Linked DNA regions of Mus musculus: region 2 is linked to region 1. Evidence: chromatin contacts called from public promoter capture Hi-C data. All regions are on one chromosome and are shown on one strand. The core of a region is the stretch at or near the end of the contact, and the rest is flanking DNA. Distances in the headings are between cores, read along the strand shown.

Region 1 (5,360 bases), core at 1,414-3,913:
GGGCGTGTTAAAGCACCTGGGAGTGGAACTTTTACCGAATGTTGTGGGACTGGCTGTGGAGTTAGCACCCAAGGTCTGCTCAGGACATAGCTCAGACTGGTTGCCCACTGATCGGGCAAAGTTCCTGGGTCCCACTAATCCCAGTTACTTCTCTTGTTGGGGCAGGTGTTGTGTCCTCCTCACCTCTGATCCAGTATATTTCCTTTTCAATGTGAAAAGGGGACATACAAAACATTACCAAGGACCTGGGTGTGGTGTCTCATGCCTATAATTATAGCACTCAGGAAGCCAAGCCAAGAGAATTCCCATAAATTTCAGGCTAGCCTGGCCTACATAATGAGTTCCAGACCAATCTGGGCTATGAAGTGACACCACTATCCCCAAACAACACAAACAGCAGCTGTGGTGGCAAATGACAACAACAAATTAAGAAGGAGCTGGAGAAGACACCCTGGAATTGGTACCACAGATTTTTATGTATCTTTGCCTCAACCAGTATGATACACATGACTGCTGGTGTACACAATCAGCTATCTGGGGATCCTTTTGCTCTCTCTAGGTCAAGACTGTGGATGGGAGAGAAGGCCCTACCTAGGCCCTTGAGTGTTCAAAGTCTATGTGTCAGGATGAAAGAACCAGAGATTTATAGTTCCAAGCCTATTGTTCTATCCCTTAGAAGCTAAAGACTTATAGCCCTAGATACTTAGTTTGGAAGCTTATTACACTGACTTTTAGTAACAAATAGGCCTAGAACTTCTTAACTTTCAGAATTCTCAATTTCCAAGAACAATGCAATAGTTGCAAAAGCAGAGTGGTAGCACTGGTGGCAGGTGATTGTGACTTCTAATATTACAGTGCTCCTATGGGCCTTGCCTGCTGGAGCGCACAGCACCGGGGTCACCAGTATTAGCACTCTTGTGCCTAGGTTATCTCAATTCCCAACTGCAGGCCTTCTGGTGACCAGAGCCCATAGTTGTTCATCTTTAGATCTCACAGCCAGTATTAGGCACTTCTATTCCAGCAGACTGAGTTGCCTATTGACACACCAAAGCTGATGCTGTCCCCAGGTTCTTCCAGCATCCCTCAGTCCCTACTAGGTACAAGTAGGGACTTCTGGTTGGCATCTCCCACTTCCCCCTAAACTTCTCCAGCCCAGGGACTGTACTGAGCCCCCCCTTCTCTGGTCACTATGTAACGGAGCCATTTTGGTTACCTGTTCCCTTTGCTCTTTTAGCCAGTCTTTTGGCCCAGGCATCTCCTCTTGGTCAGGGGATCATCTCTTGCTCTACCTCCCTGTCTCTCTTCACTTGGCCCAGCTCCGCCTGACCATATTCACTCTGGACTCTTCCAGATACCTACCTCTGCCTCTGTCCATACCTGTGGCTCTGCTCTCCCCTCTGGCTACAGTAAACCTTACCATTCTTTGACCTCTCAAGCTATGCTTTTTACTTTTTTTTTTTTATAATTTAGAGATTTATTTTTTATTGCTTTAAAACTATGTATTGCTATATGTGTCTGCACGTGGGCATGTTCACTGAGTTCACATGCCCAAAAGAAGCCAGAAGCAGCAGATCCTTCTAAAGCTGGAGTTTCAGATCGATGTGAATTGCCTAATGTGGATGTTAGGAGCCCAATGCTCTGAAGATGCAAAAAGTGCTCTTAGCTGAGACAGTTCTCCAGATGCAGGCTAAGCTTTTTATTGGGTCTGATATTGCCATACCAGGGGCCAGGATAGGAGAGTATCCTCTGGATTGCTCACAAAGCATCTAGCCAGCCTGCTTAGAGAACCAGAGTGTGTGTGTGTGTGTGTGTGTGTGTGTCAAAGTCATCTGCACCAATCACAACAAAGGAAGACAGTGTAAGCTTCAGCTACAACCCAGTCCCCGACACCAGCCAATCACAACAGTCCCTCCCTCATACCAGTTACGGGCCTTTTGCTGGGCCACCAAGTGAGGTCCTCCAGCTATAGTCTGGGTGAAAAGATCTCAATGGTGAGTGGGGTCATCTAGAATTCATGGTGGCATGTCATGGCACACAGTCTGGTCTAAACAGTTTGAAATAGTTGTGGCCTGCCCAGCCTTGGTGCCTTCTGAAGTTAGAGCTGGCCTTCAAGAGGACGCAGCTCTGACTGTAGTGAAGGCATCTGTCCTGAAGTCGCCTGTGCGGTGTTCAAAGCAGCTGCTGTTGGCATGATCGCGGTCCAGCTGGCTGCTGGACAACAGGGCTTTGTTCAATTCGGCCAGGGAACAAGGAGGATCAGAGATGCTTCTAACAGCTATCATTTAGAAAGCTCGATCACTCAGCTGCCAGTATCTTAGCTTATCTAAAATAGATAGTAAGAGGGCTGTTTACCATAAAAAAAAAAAAAACTTTATCACTAGCATTAAAAGTGTTTTGACAGAATGTAACAGTGTCTAATTCTTGCCCCCATATCACCAGAAGATTAGAAGATTAGAAGATTCCAAAGCCAATCTCCCAGCCTGGCATCAAAAAATCATATGTAAGACTGAATTTTGTTTCTGGGACTCTCTTTTTGTTCTTTTACGTTTATTTAGTTAGCATGTGTGTGTGTGTGTGTGTGTGCATGTGTGTGCACACTCATGTCATAGGTCATAGGACAGCTTGCAGACTTTGTTCTTTTCTTTCTACCATGGTTCTGAGGATCCAACCCAGGCTGTTAGGCTAAGTGTCAAGCGGCTGTGCCCTCTGATCCATCTTGCCAACCCTGGGATTTCTTTTTCTAAAAGTATGAAGTTTCATGGTTTTAATAATATCTCGGAGGAACAGGTATGGTAGGCTATATCTGTAATTTAAGCTCTTGGGAGATAGAGGCAGGAGAATTATGAATTCAATGACAGATTTATCTGGGGCTTAACTAGATACTGAGCTCAAGGCCGATATGGGCTACATGAGATCTTGTATCAAAGGAAACACACACACACACACACCCCAAAACCACCACCATCAACAAACCCCGCATTGTGTACACTTAGCACATTTTGCAACACGTTTTCACACTAACAAACAGGAGAGACACTGGCATCCCTTTCTACTTTTGTTTTTTTGAGATAGGGTCTCACTATGTAGCTCTGGCTGTCCTGAGCTACATACTCATTATGTAGTAGAGGCTGGCCTCAAACTCATAGAGACATGCCTGCCTCTGCCTCCAGAGTGCTAGATTAAAGCTGTGTGGCACCATGCCTGGCTTGGCATTACTTTTTAGATATAGAAAAGGAGATTAACTGATTTTCCACAGTTTTTAATCATTAACAAATGGCAAAGACAAGGAAGAAAGGTTAAAGTTCTCTCAAAGTCTCCTGCCTATTTTGGGTCTGTAGTCTAGGGTTTATTCCAGCAGCTAAACCATCACCCTTTTAAGTACTAGCTACTGTCTGGATATTTTCTGTTGGTCTGAGTAGAGCCCTGCATGAGAATAACTAGGGATTTCATAAGCAGACTAGCTTTAAACACTCACAATTATGAGACATCTAGAACGTTAACATGAATGACCTAATGTTTTAAATTTCAAGTATCCTCTCTTTTGATTATGGGTCATTCTAGTTTTAGAACATTTAATGTTTTTGAAACTCAGGGCTATGCAGTTTAGAAAGATGGTTCTCTTTAACTCTTGCCACCTGGAGCTAGAAATGATCTAGATCACCTAGTGCCCTCTGCTGTAGCAAGCGCGGAAAAGCAAATGACTAACTACTCCAGGATCTAATTTCTACTAAGAAACAGGTATTCAATCCCAATTTTATAGGAATTCTTTTTTTTTTTTCAGGCTGGCCTCGAACTCAGAAATCCGCCTGTCTCTGCCTCCCAAGTACTGGGATTATAGGAATTCTTTATTTATAGGTGTTTTATATTACAAGTGAATTTTTCATTTCTAATAATTTAGTGGCCAAATGAGAGGACATTAAAAATATTTAACTTATTTGTGCTTTGGTTTATTCTAGTCATACTCATATGAAATCTATTGTGGCATGCTAGGACACCTTTTAAAAAATATTTATTTATTTCATTTATATGAGTATACTGTTGCTTTCTTCAGACACACCAGAAGAAGGCATTGGATCCCATTACAGATGGTTGTGAGATACCATTCGGTTGCTGGGAATTTGAACTCAGGACCTCTGGAAAAGCATTAGTGCTCTTCACCGTTGAGCCATCTCTCCAGCCCTGCTATTGCTATGACACTTTCAATTGTCTCTCTGTGATAGTGTTTTTTCTAAAGCAGACTTTCTCAACCATCCTAATGCTGTGACCCATTTAATATAGTTCCTGATGGCATGGTGACCCCCAACTATAAAATTATTTTCATTGCTAATTCATAACTGTGATTTTGCTACAGTTATGAATCATAAAATAAATAAATATGTTTCTGATGATTTTAGGCCTCCTTGGTGAAAGGGTCATTTGACCCCCAAATGGTTTGTGACCCACAGGCTGAGAACCACTGCTCTAGAGCCTTTCCTGAATATTCAGCAGTTCAATAATCTATCTGCCTGCTCACTCCAGATTGCAATTTTTACTCAAAATACACTGGAGAGTTTATAGGAGCTTAGACGTTTCAGCAAGTTATGAGTTCAAATCCAGGCTCTGCACTTCAAGTTACTTTAATTTTTTTTTTTCCGAGACAGGGTCTCTCTTTGTAACCTGGCTGTCCTGTTACTCACAGAGATCCAATGGCCTCTGCCTCCCAACACTGGGTAAGTTACTCATTCTTTAAAAGGCTTTGTCTTAGCTAGGGTTTCTATTGCTCCAATGAATGCCATGACCAAAGCAACTTGGGAAGGAAAGGGTTTATTCAGTTTAGGCTTCCACAATACAACCCATCATCAAAGGAAATCAGGACAGGAATTCAAACAGGGCAGGAACCTGGATGGAGGCAGGAGCTGAAGTAGAGGCCACGGAGGAGGTGCTGCTTACTGGCTTGTTCTTCATGCCTTACTCAGCCTGCTTTCTTATAGAATCCAGGACCAACAGGCCAAATGTGGCACCACCCACAATGGGTTGGGTCCTCCCCCATCACTGCTAACCAAGAAAATGCACTACAGCCTTGCCTACAACCAGGTTTTATGGAAGCATTTTCTCAACTGAGGCTCCCTCCTCTCTGTTGACTCCAGCCTGTATTAAGTTGCCATAAAACTAGCCAGGACAAGGTTAGTTATCTATAGAATGAGGAAAATGTAGCCTAAGGTATAGAGTCATTGGGTGGTGGTGGTGGGGGTTGTTAAATGGCATAACACAAAGGTTACACCATAGTACTTATGACCAATTGTTCTGTTGTCATTAGTTTTATTGTTTTTAGTGTAAGTTGACTTACGTAGGCTCTGTCTTGAGTATTGTATTTGTCTACT
Region 2 (5,360 bases), core at 1,452-3,951, 120 kb before region 1:
GGAGAATTCCCCTACTTATCTGTAGAACCGTTTCTCTCCATTCTGAGTGGAAACAAGATTGGAAAGCATACATCGGGTCTTCCAGTGACATTGAAAGAATATTAACGTTTACTTCCCCTCTAATTTTTGGGACCTCCTTCAGGTCATTAATTCCTTTCTACAGCAGCCTCCAGTCTACATAAATCACCGTGAGCAGGTCATTAACTGGCCTTTGCCTGCTGCCCTCATGCCCTAGGCTGTGGTGTTCTTGTCTTTGGTAGCTCAGACCCTCCTATGGTTACTGAGTAACTCCCTTCCATAGAGCTTTGGCAAAACACAGAGCCTCAAAGCAAGGGCATGCCTAGCTCCTCTGGATTGTCGAAGAAGAAGGACCTTAGGGTAATAACAGCATCTTCGGGTGGTAATTAAGGTGGGATGAAGCTTATCAAGAGCAAGCCCGGCATTATCATGTTGGCTGCTTTTCCCAGGGTCTTGAAGCATCTTACTGGAATTTGCCCCGGTCCTCGGTACAGCTAGAAAGTTCAGTTTGGGTTTCAGTGAAATCAAACCACAAGAGCAAATATTTATTGAACATGCTCAGTGCACACAGCTGTGGGCTCTGAATGAGATAGGACTCAATAAACATTTATGTTTGAAGAGGTACAGATTTTTTTTTTCTGATTTAGCAGTTGATACTTCCTTAATGGAGAGATTATTAAGACTTTTTAAAAAATAGGCATTACTGATTCTTGAGGACAGAAATACCCCCCGGGCAATGGGCAAAGAGACACCTATGGCAGTGGTGTTCTTATATCAGTCAGGGGCAGAGTGGATGGCAGTTATTCATCCTAGATTAATGCCTGGTTTGATGGCCAAAGCTGTTTCATGCCTAGGGCACATAAATAAATAAATAAATAACAACAAACAAACAAACAAACAAACAAATAAATATTAATCAAGGCTGGGAGGTAGTCAAGAGCAACTTGGGGAAAAAGCTCATTGCATGTACATTAGCTCAGAAGTTGTAGGAGATAAGAGAAAACCACAGAAGAAAAGCAGAGTGCAAAGTCAGGGAGAGTGGCAGAATTCCCAGTGACACGGGGATGACATAGTTTGACCTCGAAGCAGCAGGAAGAAACGTGGCTAAAGCTAGGACGAAGGTGTGTGCTGTGATGACAGCAGCTGAGTTATAGACTACCTCGCCTTTCACACATCTTCCAAGCCTTGCTTTAGAAAACCCTTATAAGTTCATTTAAGGGACAAGGAGGGCATGAGGGTATGGGAATGACTGTATCATGGTAACCATCAGAACTAGTTAAGGAGCTGAAGCCCAGGCCAGAAATGGCTCAGCAGTAGAGATGTCAGCAGGACCACTGACAACTCTTCCAGAGTACCCAGGTTCAATTCCCAGCACCCACATAGCAGCTCCCCTCTCTAACTTCACTTCCAGAAGAGATGGTGCTTTTTCCTAGCATCACTGGGTACTGCATGCATGTGCTTCAGACATGACATGTGTATGCAAAAACAAACAAAACCCACAACAACAAAACAAAAACAAAACAACAAAAAACAAAAGCCACCGAGCACCACCGGCACACCTTTAATCCCAACACTTGGGAGGCAGAGGCAGGTGGATTTCTGAGTTTGAGGCCAGCCTGGTCTACAGAGTGAGTTCCTGGACAGCCAGGGCTACACAGAGAAACCCTGTCTCAAAACAAAAACAAAAACAAACAAAAAAGCCTAATACAGATTAAAGTATAATACCCCAAACTACAAGAGGCCCTTCTGCCATGGGGAAACAGGCATGCCATGCTTTGAGTCTAGGTGTACCCTAACTATCCAGGGAGTAAAAGGTTTAGTTTAGACATATGACACAGAGACAAAGAGGTACAAGAGAGCACCTTTAGGTCCTAACTGGGCTTGGGAGGTTAGGAGTATGTATGACAGACTAAAATCACTATAGGTTTTCCTTTCAACTATTCCCAAGGGCTTTGATGCCATGAAAAGGATGTCCAAACAGATCTACTGTTTGGTCAAGGGGACTAAGGAGTTCTGTCATCTGTCTTCAAGTCACCACACAGAACCAGCCTATTGCCCAACTCCTCTCCTACTTCAACCACTGGGCTGGTTCAGGCCCTAATTTCGTGTAAGCCGATTGCAATTGGGAACCTAGCCTCACTTTAAACAGATTCAGCATGCCAATGTCCAGCTTCACATCTGTATTGGTATTGGTATTTAACTGAGAAGTATAAAGCTGCTCAGCAGCTAGGTCCATTTTTCTTGCAGGGAATCCAGGATTGATTCCCAGCACCTACATGGTGGGCTACAACCATGCGGAACTCCAGTTCCAGGGGATTCAATACTGACTTCTACAGACACCAGGCACACATATGGTGCACATACATACAATAAATCTTCAAATAGAAAAAAAAAAAAAACAAGACCCAAAACAAACAACAACCTAAACTCCTTCAGGCCTCATTGAGACTCATTCGTTTTGTAGCTGCTCACGCTGCACAGGAACCCTGACTTCCATTTAAGGCACCTGCTTCTTCCGATGTGAACCCAGCTAAGAATCACCCTACTCACCTCTCCCCTTAAAGTCTTCAGGTAGATATGTCTTCTGATTATGTCTTATATCTCACCACTTCACTAAAATGTCTCAGATACAAATCAGATCTATTTCTAAAATTACCTATTATGGCGAGTCTTACGCAAGTGTGCTCTTTGGCCACACTGAACACGAGTATCATCTGTGATCATGTGCCTCCAAGCCCCACCCCAGACCCGCTGAAACAGACTGCACCTTACCAAGGGCCCCAGTGAACACCATGCACATGGGAGAGGCATGCATAATTTTTTCAATAATTGTGAATAAAGAGGCACAAATCTAGATTTTGTATTTCCTTGCATACTACCTTCTGCTTATATTTTCTTTACCATCAGGACAAGGCCATTTTATTTTTAGTTTTGAGACAGGTCTCATGTAACTCAGGGCCTTGAACTTGCCAGTGTAGCTCAAGCTGGCTGGCCTTGAACTTGATCTAACCTGGAACTAGAGAGTAGTGCCACCACACTTTGGCATGGTCTACAGCCCTTGCCATCTGATCCTACCTCCTCTTTTATCCTTGGATTCAAGGGAAGCTGGGTGGGGGCTGGTAGCATGGCCTGTTCCTGGAGCTTTGGTGGGGTAGTAAAAGCTACAAGCAACACCTCTTCAGCTGCCTGTCTATAGTAGTTGTAATGAAGATCCCCATTTCAACTCAGTCCCTTCCCTCAGAATTCATATACCCTATCTTCCCTTACTAGGACAGCTTAGGACTCTCTAACATCCTAGTCCCCTCTCCATACTTCAACTCGCTCATGTCTTACCTTCACTGTGGTTTCCTTGGGAGATCTTCACCAGCCAAACAAAGTTAAATACACACACACACACACACACACACACACACACACAGAGTTTTCTTTGGGGATGGTGCTAGAGATCAAACTTAGGGCCTTGTACAATGAAGTTGTCTTGTCCAGTCTCACAGCTTCTTGTTCTGAAGATGACAATTCGTTGATAATTAATGTTGTCATCATCTTATTGAGTCAAAGGCTCACTATGCACCCCTGACTAGCCTGGCACTGAACTCTTCACATCAGGCTGGCCTTGAGACTTGCCTGCCACTGTCTCCTAACCTCTGGGAATGAAGCTGTACTACCATAGCCATCAAGATTAAGGTATCTAAAAAGCCTGTGCAAAGTTCCACAATTAGAGCTCATTGATGGCAGAAAGTACTTTTGTCTTCTATTTTGTTAAGCATATGGACGTTTAGTAGTTGATAAATTCACTTTTTGTTTTGGGATATGGTGCAGCCCAGCCTGGCCTGGAATTTACTATGTAATATAAGTGGCTTCCAACTCTTGTTCACCAGGGTACTTCATTTATGGGCCGCCACCATCTCCTGCCTGACTACTTTTTTGGAGTGTGGGCGTGTATGTAGGTGAGACAGGACTGTCCTGAAACTTGCTATGTAGATCAGCCTTGACCTTGAGCTCAGAGGTCCATCTGCCTCTGCCGCTAAGAACTGGGATTAAGGTAGGACATCATGCCTAACCACTTTCTTCCCAATGTTTTATTTTTTGATTTACTTACATACTGACCAGTTTTCCCTTCCTCCCACCCAGTCACCCCACCCCACTTCTCTTCAGAAAAGGGGAGGCCTCCCACGGATATCAACCAGCTTTGGCAGATCATGTTGCTGTAAAACTAGGTGCATCTTCTATTGAGGCAGCTCAGTAAGGGGAAAAAAAAAGAGTCCCAAAGGTAGGCTGCAAGAGTCAGAGACAGCTGCTGCTCCTGCTGTTAGGAGTCCCACATGAAAAAGCAAGCTACACAACTGTTACAGATGTGGAGAGAGTCAGTTCCTTGCATGCCTCGTGGTTCAGTCTCTGTGAGGCCCTCTGAGCTTAGGTTAATAGATTCTATCAGATTTCTGTGCTGTCCTTGACCCCTCTGGCTCCTACAACTTTTCCTCCCACTCTTCCATCTATCCTTTCTTAAGGTTAGGTGCTCAAACAAAAAAAAAAAAAAAAAAAAAAAAAAAAGGAGGTAGGTATTTTTTCTCTTAATAGCCAAACAGGTTGGAAAGCATGATTTTTTTTGTTTGTTTGTTTTGTTTTGTTTTGTTTTCCGAGACAGGGTTTCTCTGTGAAGCCCTGGCAGTCCTGGCACTCACTTTGTAGACCAGGCTGGCCTCGAACTCAGAAATCCACCTGCCTCTGCCTCCCGAGTGCTGGGTTTAAAGGTGTTCGCCACCACGACTGGCTGGAAAGCATGATTTAACTAGCTGATCATTTCAGATTCGCTGATCACTGGGACAAAACATTGATGCACATATAACACATTCACTTTAGTCTGAGCATGTCAGCCTAACAGGTCAGATAGTTCCTGCTTATATCCTAAGCAGGACAAGCTTAGGTTAAGTGGCAGACAGGCTTGGTTTTGGAATTTCCTTTTTAGATGTCATCATTTTTCAAGGATGGCTACAAGCACTTAACTATCTAATACCTTCTGAGCTCCCTTACCATGGCTCCTTCTGTTGTGGCCAGTCATGGTACCAGTGGTCCCCGTATTTAGTAATTGGTAATGTTATAACCCTTTTCTGGAAATCCCTATCAATTTTCATTGGAAAGTATTTTAGAATAAATTCCAACTATGATTAATATATCTATCTCTTAAAAATATGGGGCTGGAAAGATGGCTCAGCAGTTAAGAGCTTATGCTGTTCTTCCAGAGGATCCTGGTTCTAGCCCTAGTTACTGTCTGTAACTCTAACTTCAGGAAACCTAATGTCTTTTTTTTTTTTTTTTTTGGCCTCTACAGGCACAGCATGTAT

Evidence for each region. Promoter capture Hi-C pulls out the DNA fragments that hold promoters and counts their contacts.
Region 2: a promoter capture Hi-C map of liver shows a contact between it and region 1. The contact joins the promoter of Serpinc1 here to the enhancer-like site in region 1. A contact is called at or near these places in 4 of 39 promoter capture datasets (embryonic stem cells, liver, stem cell-derived epiblast-like cells and 1 more), 4 of 484 Hi-C or Micro-C datasets (embryonic stem cells and liver) and 3 of 9 other capture datasets (adipose tissue, liver and pancreatic islet).

The regions. Positions count from the first base shown.
Region 1 is chr1:160,852,919-160,858,278 of GRCm38.p6, reverse strand. No RefSeq gene overlaps it. Among named protein-coding and RNA genes, the nearest start is that of Gm24988, 21 kb to the left of the region's middle. Within about 2 kb of position 2,663, at least 27 of the 459 cell types and tissues checked have an H3K27ac peak or open chromatin away from gene starts, as enhancers often do. A contact at or near this core is called in liver, where this site is marked.
Region 2 is chr1:160,975,924-160,981,283 of GRCm38.p6, reverse strand. It overlaps Serpinc1 (serine (or cysteine) peptidase inhibitor, clade C (antithrombin), member 1), which reads right to left and starts at 2,701. Exons shown (of 8, transcript NM_080844.5): 1 at 2,569-2,701. It overlaps LOC115487665 (a small nucleolar RNA gene), which reads left to right and starts at 744; the gene lies at 744-881.